2 separate regions of the Danio rerio genome follow, and region 1 is linked to region 2. A link is a contact called in public Hi-C data. All regions are on one chromosome and are shown on one strand. The core of a region is the stretch at or near the end of the contact, and the rest is flanking DNA. Distances in the headings are between cores, read along the strand shown.

Region 1 (5,171 bases), core at 2,652-5,151, 130 kb before region 2:
AAACAATCATGCAAACCAGGTGCTTTGCTTAGTATCAGGTGCACGGCAGAAAGAAGTTTGTTGGCAAACTATAGGCATATTATTATTATTATTATTATGATTATGATTATTATTATTATTATTATTATTATTATTATTATATAGGCCTTGCTCGGAAGCAATCATTCAAACCAGGATCTGCTCAGATGGCTATCTTCATCAGGTGCACAACAGCGAGACTTTGGCAGCAAACTATGGTTTATTTTAATGACAAATGTGTAATTTTACTGCTAATTTACATTTTTTTTTATAAATTTATGCATACACAATTAATGTAAGCCTGCTACCTGATCAAATGATACAATATGAAAACTTACATATATATAAATATATATAAATATATAAATAAATATATATATATATATATATATATATATATATATATATATATATATATATATATATATATATATATATATATATATATATAATTAAAAGCCTGGGTGCTGATTGCAGACGACTATTATTTTGAGGATGATGTCACAAGCTCAGATTTGGTTGACCAATCAGAGAAAAAGGAGCGTTTTAGCACCGCCTACAAATGTATAATGTATTTTAAAGTCGCTAATCTTGTTTCCCACCCTTAACCGAAAAACAAAAAACTCTTTTTTTTGTGAGCAACTTTTTCTTAGTTTTCCTTCTTTTGTTTGAAAACAGATATGGAATGGATGGAAGATATCCTGATGCACATGTCTTAATGGAAGAAAATGATTCTAATTGAGGAAAGAAAAGAGAAGAAACAACTTAAAATCCTATCTGTAGATTGTAATAATATTACAGCATCTTACCAAGTGCATTTAGGCGAAAGCAAATCTCACACTGTTTTTCCGAAAGCAAGACAACGCATCCAATCAGCCAGGAACAAACCAGATGAGACGTGTTGTGTTCTGATACACCACGCAACCCAGTAGGACTAGACCTGCTTAAATGCATGAAGTGAATATAAGAGACAAGTGCAGATGAATGATTAATCCAACAATCCCACAAACCGGTGTCGAAACCCCTGTGTCAAAACCCAGAAAATCATGCACAGCAGGTCACTGAAATATTCATATTATACATGCTTCATTAAGACTGAAATACACAAAGGCCCGACATTCAAAGTATTATTGAAACAAATGACAGATAGATGGAGGGAAGAGTAAAATGTTAGAGCCACAATTACATGTTTGTTTCATAGATTTGTACCGATTTGTTTTATTACAAAGGAAACCTTCTGCATTGCTAAATACTTTTGACAACTCAGTTACTTTACGTCTTGCGAATGGAGTCTTGCCAAAGACTTGCATTCAGAAAGGAGACAGGACGCATTGCTTTTTAAAAGTCCTTTCCAGGTAGGAATACTAGACGTATCAAAGCATGTGGCTGTTAATTACACATATCCTCCAACTTGGTCACACAGTTAGGGCTCCTGACCGATCTCATATGCTCCTGCCAATTAATGATCCTTCTCCTGTCCCTCTGACATCAGATGAATAGTGTCTGAGCTTTCAGCTGATGGATTATGCCAGCTTATCAAATGACAAATGCTTCACAATTTAGAATGGCATATGTAATTTAAACACTTAGCACAGCTGAGACTGGCTCGCTGCCCAATGTTCACAACACAATTTATTTTAAATGATTACGTTTTAACATATGTAATGATGCTTTTAACATCTGCACTTCAAGTGTTTATTTAATTGCAACTCAAACTTTGATACAATATTTTAAAATGTTTGCAATAAATATGATTTATAGAAAAGTGCGTCCAATTCAACACCACTAAATATCTGGGTGTGTAAACCCAACCAAAAGCATCAAACTATTGGAAAAAAAATAATTTTATATTTATTTGCTATGAATTAAAGCCATTTATTCTTTTCACTTTACTATTTTATGATCATTAACACTCACTATGTTCTTTCGTTTCATTTTAATCTTCATTTCGTTTTATTGTATCCCATTTAATGATGATTCCACTTTACCACAACATGCAGTTTTTGATTTGTGGTAATGTAGAATCATCATTAGCAACTAAAATTAGATACAGTATTAAATCCATTACAATAACACAAATGCAGAGAGCATCAGTGTTAGTTTTATAACTTGAGTAACTATTGTGCTTTTGTTTATATTATTTATAGTCAGTTTATTTTAATTGAAATATTTTAGCTAAAGTGTAATATTTATGTGTGCTTGTGTGTGATTTCAAAAGTAATATATTTAGTTATGAGATTTAGTGTTGACCCTGGTGTGATTTATCGTGTAGCAACATAGGTATTTGAGCATTAATTGTGGCTTAGGCAGAGAAATACAATCCTTATCTAATGCAGTTAATAATAAAAAAATTATATATATATATATATATATATATATATATATATATATATATATATATATATATATATATATATATATATATATATTTATATATATATATATATATATATTTATTTATTCATTCATTTGTTTTCTTTCTTTCTTTTCAGCTTAGTCTCTTTATCTTTTCAGCTTAGTCTCTTTATTTAGACCTCTTAATCTGGGGTCGCCACAGCGGAATGATCTACCAATTTATCCAGCATATGCAGCAGATGCCCTTCCAGCTGCAACCCACCACTGGGAAACATCACTACGCACAATTTAGCCTACCAAATTCACCTGTACAGCATGTCTTTGGACAGTGGGGGAACCAGAACACCCAGAGGAAATCCACGGGAACAACATGTATATTCCACACAGAAACACCAACTGATCCAGCCGAGACTTGAACCAGCGACCTTCTTGCTGTGAGTCGACAGCACTACTTACTCTGCCACTGCGTCGCCATATATATATATATATATATATATATATATATATATATATATATATATATATATATATATATATATATATATATATATATATATATATATATATGAGCAATATCAAACGAGTAGCAGTGCGATGTGGCTGTATATTGGCACTGGTGGGAGGCTTGCATTGTGCATTGTTGCCTTAGTGCCCCCACCAGTGCCGATATACAGCCATATCGCACTGCTACTCGTGTGACATTGTGTTTATACAACAGTTTGATGGCATAATTGTGTATATAAAAGCAAAATCAAACATGGAGAGTCTCAAAAACTCTTTTGTATGAGGAACTACTTCCGCATTGGATTCAAATAATTAGCTGACAGTTAAACAGCTGAGCAAGCATCTTTTAAACTTGTAGCGTCTGTTTTTTGCTGGTTGTATGTGGGCGGAGTAATACACAAAAGGTAAAGAGGCTATACGGGTGCTGATATTACTTAAATATATCACGGCTATCAGCCAATCAGATTCAAGAACCAGACAGAACTGTTGTTTTTGTGTTTGTGTATATATATATATATATATATATATATATATATATATATATATATATATATATATAGATAGATAGATAGATAGATAGATAGATAGATAGATAGATAGATAGATAGATAGATAGATAGATAGATAGATAGATAGATAGATAGATAGATAGATTTGATTTTTTTCTTTTTTGAAATATTTCCCAAATGATTTTTAACTGAGAAAAGAAATGTTCACAGTATGTCTGATTATATTTTTTCTTCTGGAGAAAGTCTTGTTTTATTTCAGCAAGAATAAAAGCAGTTTTTAATTTTTTAAACACCATTTTAAGGTCAAATGTTTAAAATAAAAAATATAAGCCCCTTTAAGCTATTTTTTTTTGATAGTCTAGAGAAAAAAAATACATCGTTATATATAATATTGTATTATTATGGATTATATTAAGAATTACAACCGTACAATTTACAACGTAATTGATGTCAATCTGGCAACCCAGGTCATGCTGCGCTCGTGAAATCCCTCCTCCTCCGGCACCGTAACTTCCTGGAGACGTGCTTTATTTTTATACAGAAAAAATGGCGGCATTATGCTCAAACAGTTCTTCAGAGAAAGCAGGGACCGCGTCTGAAGCCCCGTCAGGACCGGAGGATGATTTTTGGGCGGGACAGGGACCAATAGTGCTGCGGGATCCTGCGATTAAATTGTTGAGTCCGGTTAGCGGTGTGGAGCCGCTGTCGTGGGCAGAAGATCACAGACTGGCGGCCTGCAACACGAACAGCGTGTCTCTGATGGAGCTGGTGTGTGACATACACAGTCTCAGTCAAAACCTGGTGCTGCATCGCACTCACATCCCCGTCCCCACCACCACATGTGAACTCAAGGTAAATACTTCACTGCGCGCGCGCGACTTCTCCTCGCTTCATGGTATCATCACTTGTTTTGAATTTGTTGCCAAAGCTTAAGCCACGTTTGACGTGACATGACAGCTTAAGATCTTTAAAATAAGCGTTAATGGTGTGGACGATTATTGTTTTAATTCTGATTTTCAACTGTACACTTTTTTATTTTACTTTTCATGACAATTTCATCATACTAACTACGCATAAATTAAGCTAATACAATAGAAATATGCAATCATAAAGTGACATTATTTTAAAATGTTAAGTTAGTTGTGGGCTTTGGCTATTCAAGATCAAATGCATTAAATTTTTGTCTGCCTGTTTGAATGTAATGCAACATTACTGGAGATCAGCTGTATTGTATTTTTAGTCAGTCAGTGATTTATTTATTTTTTTCCTCCACATCTTTTCAAAATGGGGCTCTATGTTTCCCCACGGGTCATAGTTGTGACCACTAACATATTTATGTGTTCTGTGATCATGATTTATGGGACAGAGCGATCTTAATTAATGATAGGCGTTTTAAATATTATATGTATCAAGGACGCAGTTGAATCTGTATCATGACATGTATTTTAAATGCTTCTTTTTACTTGAGCTTTAACACAGACAGTGTCTTCCAAAGGGGAAAATGACATTAAACAGCTTTGGGCATGCTACTATTTATACCAGACATGAAAAAATGCTCCCATCAAGTAAAGACAATCTGCACTTCTATTTATAGCTGACCATAATGTGGAAAATCCATCAACTGTTTTTAATTTATTAAATACGATTTTTTTTTTACAAATCAGGTTGTAATGCTTGCGATTAAAGTATATCTTAAAATGAGTTAATCTACTGTATTTAACTCTGTTTTTGACAATAGTTAAAAATAAGACTTTGTTTTATTGAGCCGCTTTTAAGTTTTAATAT
Region 2 (5,430 bases), core at 349-2,848:
TTTGTACTTTTTAAGTATTATTAGGTACATGTTACAAACAAAATAAATGTAGTTTTTTTAAAAAGTACCATCTCGATGACTGTGTGAGGGCTTTAAAAGCATTTAGAACTACGAAATTGTAAATTTGACAGATGAATAATGACTTAATTGTTTATATAACAAAGACTATGCAGTATTATTTTACATTTGATTATTCAATTACTGTACAACTGAATACAGTTCGACTTCTTAGAAAACAATCAAACACTGTTTATTTAATTTGTATCTTTTTTTCATTATTGAGCTTGTCTATATGCTTGTAGATTATCTCTTATATTTTATGCACATACACTTCCCTACAGAATCATCCCAATCAATCTAATGATAAATTAGCAGATCAGCAGATATTAAGCAGACAGTCTACTAATACTCAAATGAACCATCAAAATAAAGTGTTGCCAAATATGATTATTAACATAATTAGTTTTTTGTCATGATTAATAGAAAACGCCCAATAAAAAGAACTGGGAGTAACAATAGTTTATACAGATGCATGCAAATAAAATATTGCCAGGCATATTTTATTTCATGACATAATTAAATACTGTATTTAACAATCATAGTGCTGCCACAACAAATAATTAATTTGTACGTTATATCTTTATACTTCACCACTATCTTTTTTAACTACTACAAGACTACATTCTTGCAAGCAAGAAATATTTAACAATTACTAAAAATTATACAATTTAGTATGTTAACTTATACTTTTATTAAGTACAAGTCAGAATAAGCATGTTATTTCATTAATATATAATGTTATATAATCATACATGTGATTATTTCAGCTATAACAAAAACATTTTAAACATTTAAAAACATTAAAGTATTTATTTTATATGCAAATTACAATGCAAAAACATTTTAATTAATCAAGAAAAATAACCGTCATTCTTACTAGTTAAATGACTTTACACACTTAACAGGCGAGCAATGATCATACAGTAAGAGCTGGAGACTGCATTGAATGATTTGCATGCACACAACAAATTCTGTTCAAAAACATCCGCTCTTATGGGCGTAAAAGACAGCAAATAGCAAACAACATATGTCTGTATTTCAACCAATGCATGGCCCAAAATAACAGCGCAGGCATGTGCAGAGAGATGTTGTGGTTTGATCTGCATGCACTGACAGCAGATGTGTGTTGAAATGACCACTGGCGTAAACAGCGCAAGAGAACAATGGCCAGAATCTGCGGGACTGTCTCCAAAAAAATGCGCCGACCAAACCAAACATCCCCGCATGCATTTCAACTTCCCCCTTAAACGCCTGCATGCGCGCGGGGAGATTTGTTAGGATTCGTTTTGAAACTGTCACATTCAATAGGGACTATTATTTCACAGACAGTCCCAGGCAAGAGAGCCTTATTATCGACAAGCATACTGCAAATCAGAAATAACGCCCGAGAAACTTTATAATGCACGTAAAATACTGAGAAGCAAGCACATCTAACATCCCGACTGTCAATGCAGATGATGTAAAAATGTCACCCCAAAAAACATCGTTTAATAAACCTGTTTACCTGTTAGAGAAACTGCACTCCACAGGGCGCCGCCATCTTGAACACCTCACAACCCCTGCCAGCGCGGTCGCCTTCCGCGGATGAACAGGAGAAATAATCCCCGAGAGCTCAAAAACACGCCTGTATCTGAACACAGAACATAGAAATACGCAATGAATGTTATTAGAAATAACCTGCAGACGTACTTTATGAATGCATGGACCTAAGGCGGGAGCAGGACTGACGTGTGAAAGTTTTAGAGGATCCTGCAGTTAGGCCCTGAGTTGTTTTTCTGAAGGGTGGAGGGATGCAGGGCTCTGTAATGCGGCTTTCGCGTGACTCAGGTGGTGAGCGCATACACGCTGAATTGGACCAGCTAAAAGTTTCAGTTTTTTGCCCAAAATACACCATATAGAAACTGTGCAGTCCTTAACGGAATCAATACATAAAATGTAATAAAACACAAATTTAGTTTCATTCAAATACATAAATTGTAATAATAAAGACAAAAACATTCTATCAATAGGCTACATGAATGAATGAATGAATGAATGAATGAATGAATGAATGAATGAAAACTATAAAATAGAAATATAGGCTAATGCCTTAGTAAATAATTAATAAATTGGGGTAAGGAAAACGGAAGCGGACATTTAAAGACCAAATTCAGGCAAAAATAATGAATGAATGAATGAATGAATGAATGAATGAATGAATGAATGAAAACTAAATAGAAAATAAAAATATACACTAATGCATTAGTAAATAATAACTCAGGGCAAGAAAAATGCAAATAGACATTTAAACACCAAATCTAGGCAAATAATGAATGAATGAATGAATGAATGAATGAATGTATGAAGGTAGGTAGGAAGAAAGCAAGGAAGAAAAACTAGATAAAAATAAAAATATAGGCTAATACATTAGTAAATAATTAATAAATAGGAGCAAGGAAAATAGTACAAAAGGAGAGTACAAATTCAAACCTCAAATCCAGGCAAAAAAATATTGAATGAATGAATGAATGAATGAATGAATGAATGAATGAATGAAAACTAGATAGAAATAAAAATATAGGCTAATGCATTAGTAAATAATTAATCAATAGGGGCAAAGAAAACAAGAGGGGAAAAATTCAAACCCCAAATTCAGGCCAAAAAGAAAAAAATGAATGAATGAATGAATGAATGAATGTGTGACTGACTGAATGAATGAATGAATGAATGAATGAATGAATGAATGAATGAATGAATATGTGACTGACTGAATGAATAAATGTGTGACTGAATGAATGAATGAATGTGTGACTGAATGAATGAATGAATTAATGAATGAATGAATGAATGAATGAATGAATGAATGAATGTGTGACTGAATGAATGAATAATTAAATGTGTGACTGAATGAATGAATGAATGAATGAATGAATGAATGAATGAATGAATGAAAATGTGAGCAAAAAGAAAGTCATCTTATAGTGCAAATAAAGCTAGCCTATATATACAGGCTGCATAAAGGCCTACAAAATGATGAAAAGTAAAGGCAGCCTAGCCTACAAAAAATGTTGAGTTATGAATGAATGAATGAATGAATGAATGAATGAATGAATGAATGAATGAATGAATGAAAACTAGATAGAAATAAAAATATAGACTAATGCATTAGTAAATAATTAATCAATAGGGGCAAGGAAAACAGAAGTAGACAAATTCAAACCCCAAATTCAGGCCAAAAAGAAAAAATGAATGAATGAATGAATGAATGAATGAATGAATGAATGAATGAATGAATGAATGTGTGACTGAATGAATGAATGAATGAATGAATGAATGTGTGACTGAAAGAATGAATGAATGAATGTGTGACTGAATGAATAAATGAATGAATGTGTAACTGAATGAATGTGTAACTGAATGAATGAATGAATGAATGAATGAATGAATGAATGAATGAATGAATGAATGAATGACTGTGTGACTGACTGACTGACTGACTGACTGACTGACTGACTGACTGAATGAATGAATGAATGAATGAATGAATGAATGTGTGACTGACTGACTGACTGACTGACTGACTGACTGACTGACTGACTGAATGAATGAATGAATGAATGAATGAATGTGTGACTGACTGACTGACTGACTGACTGACTGACTGACTGACTGAATGAATGAATGAATGAATGAATGAATGAATGAATGAATGAATGAATGTGTGACTGACTGACTGACTGACTGACTGAATGAATGAATGAATGTGTGACTGAATGAATGAATGAATGAATGAATGTGTGACTGAATGAATGAATGAATGAATGAATGAATGAATGAATGAATGAATGAATGAAACTGTGAGCAAAAAGAAAGTAATCTTAAAAGTGCAAATAAAGCTAGCCTATATATACAGGCTGCATAAAGGCCTACAACATGATGAAAAATAAAGGTAGCATAGCCTACAAAAAAAATATTGAGTTATGAAGTATCTATGTTTAAATAAATATACAGACCAATAAATTAACAAATAAAGACAAATAGTCAGGAAAAATAAAGTAAACCAACTTAAAATTTTAAATATAGGCTACAATACATACAAAAATGAGGGGACAATGTAACTATGTTAAAATCCAAGTAGACTTTTAAATTATTTAGGGTTTATAATAAATAAAAACACAAACAATGGTGATAAGAAATCAAGTAAATGAGATTTTAAATAATCCTAAATACAGCTACATTGAAATCCACATGTGCAAGAAAGAATGAAAGCTAAAAATAAAAGAAAAAATCTAATATAAATATCTTATAATTTAGTAATTTGTCATTAATTTACAACGTACACACAATAAAAATGATGCCATCATGTTTTCACATCTCATGTTATTTAAATCCCTTTGATAAAGCACACATAATGTGTTGAGCAGAAGAAAACTCTCAGCCACCATTAATGTTCATTTGTTTGTTTTCTTCATAAAACTGAATTGTGTCTGAGATCGTCACTGATCAGCTTTTGGTTCTGTATTCACGTGAGGGTGAGTCACAAATGTGTCACTAAGGTATTATACTTCCTTTCCGTTACCTCATCTTCAGTAAAGTCTAACTTTACAGTATCTGCTTTATCTTGTTTGTTCTTTTTTTAGTTTATTTTTTTTACAACACAGAACAATAATTTAACAGAAAAAACATGCTACATGTATGCAACCACACATCCAACCCTTCCAGAAAATATCAGTTTTCATCCTCAACATAAATGTCAGTTTTTTAATCAAATGAATTTCTTCAATTATCTCAAACCACTGCTTAAGTTTCAAGGTTAATTCTTTAAGTTAGTTCTTTGTTAGTCTTTTTTTTTTTTTTGCATGCCACAAGAAAAAAATTGGTCACCTCAGTGTGCTACACTATCAATATTTTGAGAGAGAGAGAGAGAGAGGGGGGGTATTTAAATTCTAAAAAAAAAAAAAAAAAAAACTGTTTGAATGTGGATGAGACTTTTTTTTAGTGGAGATTGTCCTCTAGTGGTTAGTCAGGCGCATTGAGCTCTATTTAAACAGCCCTACATTTCAGAGATTTCTTCCCTTTCCCTCAGAACATTAGTATCTCTTAAATGTTATTACAGCTTAGATAATGTTATTACATAATTGTAGTTTTGTTTTGTGCTTCTTTGTGTAATTTTTGTTCCCAATCTTATTATTATAAGTTTTTTACCCTGTTTTTGGTAATTTAAGCATTTTAATTTGGATTTATTTATTATTTTTTTATTATTATAAAAATGAGTGCTTTTGTGTCATTGCTATTACTAGTTAGTATTAAAAAATATATATGTTTGTGTGGGTTTATACGTTTTTCTATTAGTGTTAATATGTTAAACCATATAGTCTTTGGTTTAACTAA

Evidence for each region. Hi-C and Micro-C count contacts between places; a contact is called where the count stands out from the background.
Region 1: a Hi-C map of an unstated tissue shows a contact between it and region 2, with 3 times the contacts expected there. The contact joins the promoter of gtf3c4 here to the promoter of tsc1b in region 2. A contact is called at or near these places in 1 of 18 Hi-C or Micro-C datasets (an unstated tissue) and 1 of 4 datasets of contacts at active chromatin or transcription factors (embryo).

Annotation. Positions count from the first base shown.
Region 1 is chr21:18,817,381-18,822,551 of GRCz12tu, reverse strand. gtf3c4 (general transcription factor IIIC, polypeptide 4) reads left to right here and starts at 3,901. Exons shown (of 5, transcript XM_691843.10): 1 at 3,901-4,238. The coding sequence starts at 3,933. The region is part of intron 7 of LOC137490590 (a long non-coding RNA gene); the gene reads right to left.
Region 2 is chr21:18,685,575-18,691,004 of GRCz12tu, reverse strand. It overlaps tsc1b (TSC complex subunit 1b), which reads right to left and starts at 1,598. Exons shown (of 22, transcript NM_001282392.1): 1 at 1,565-1,598.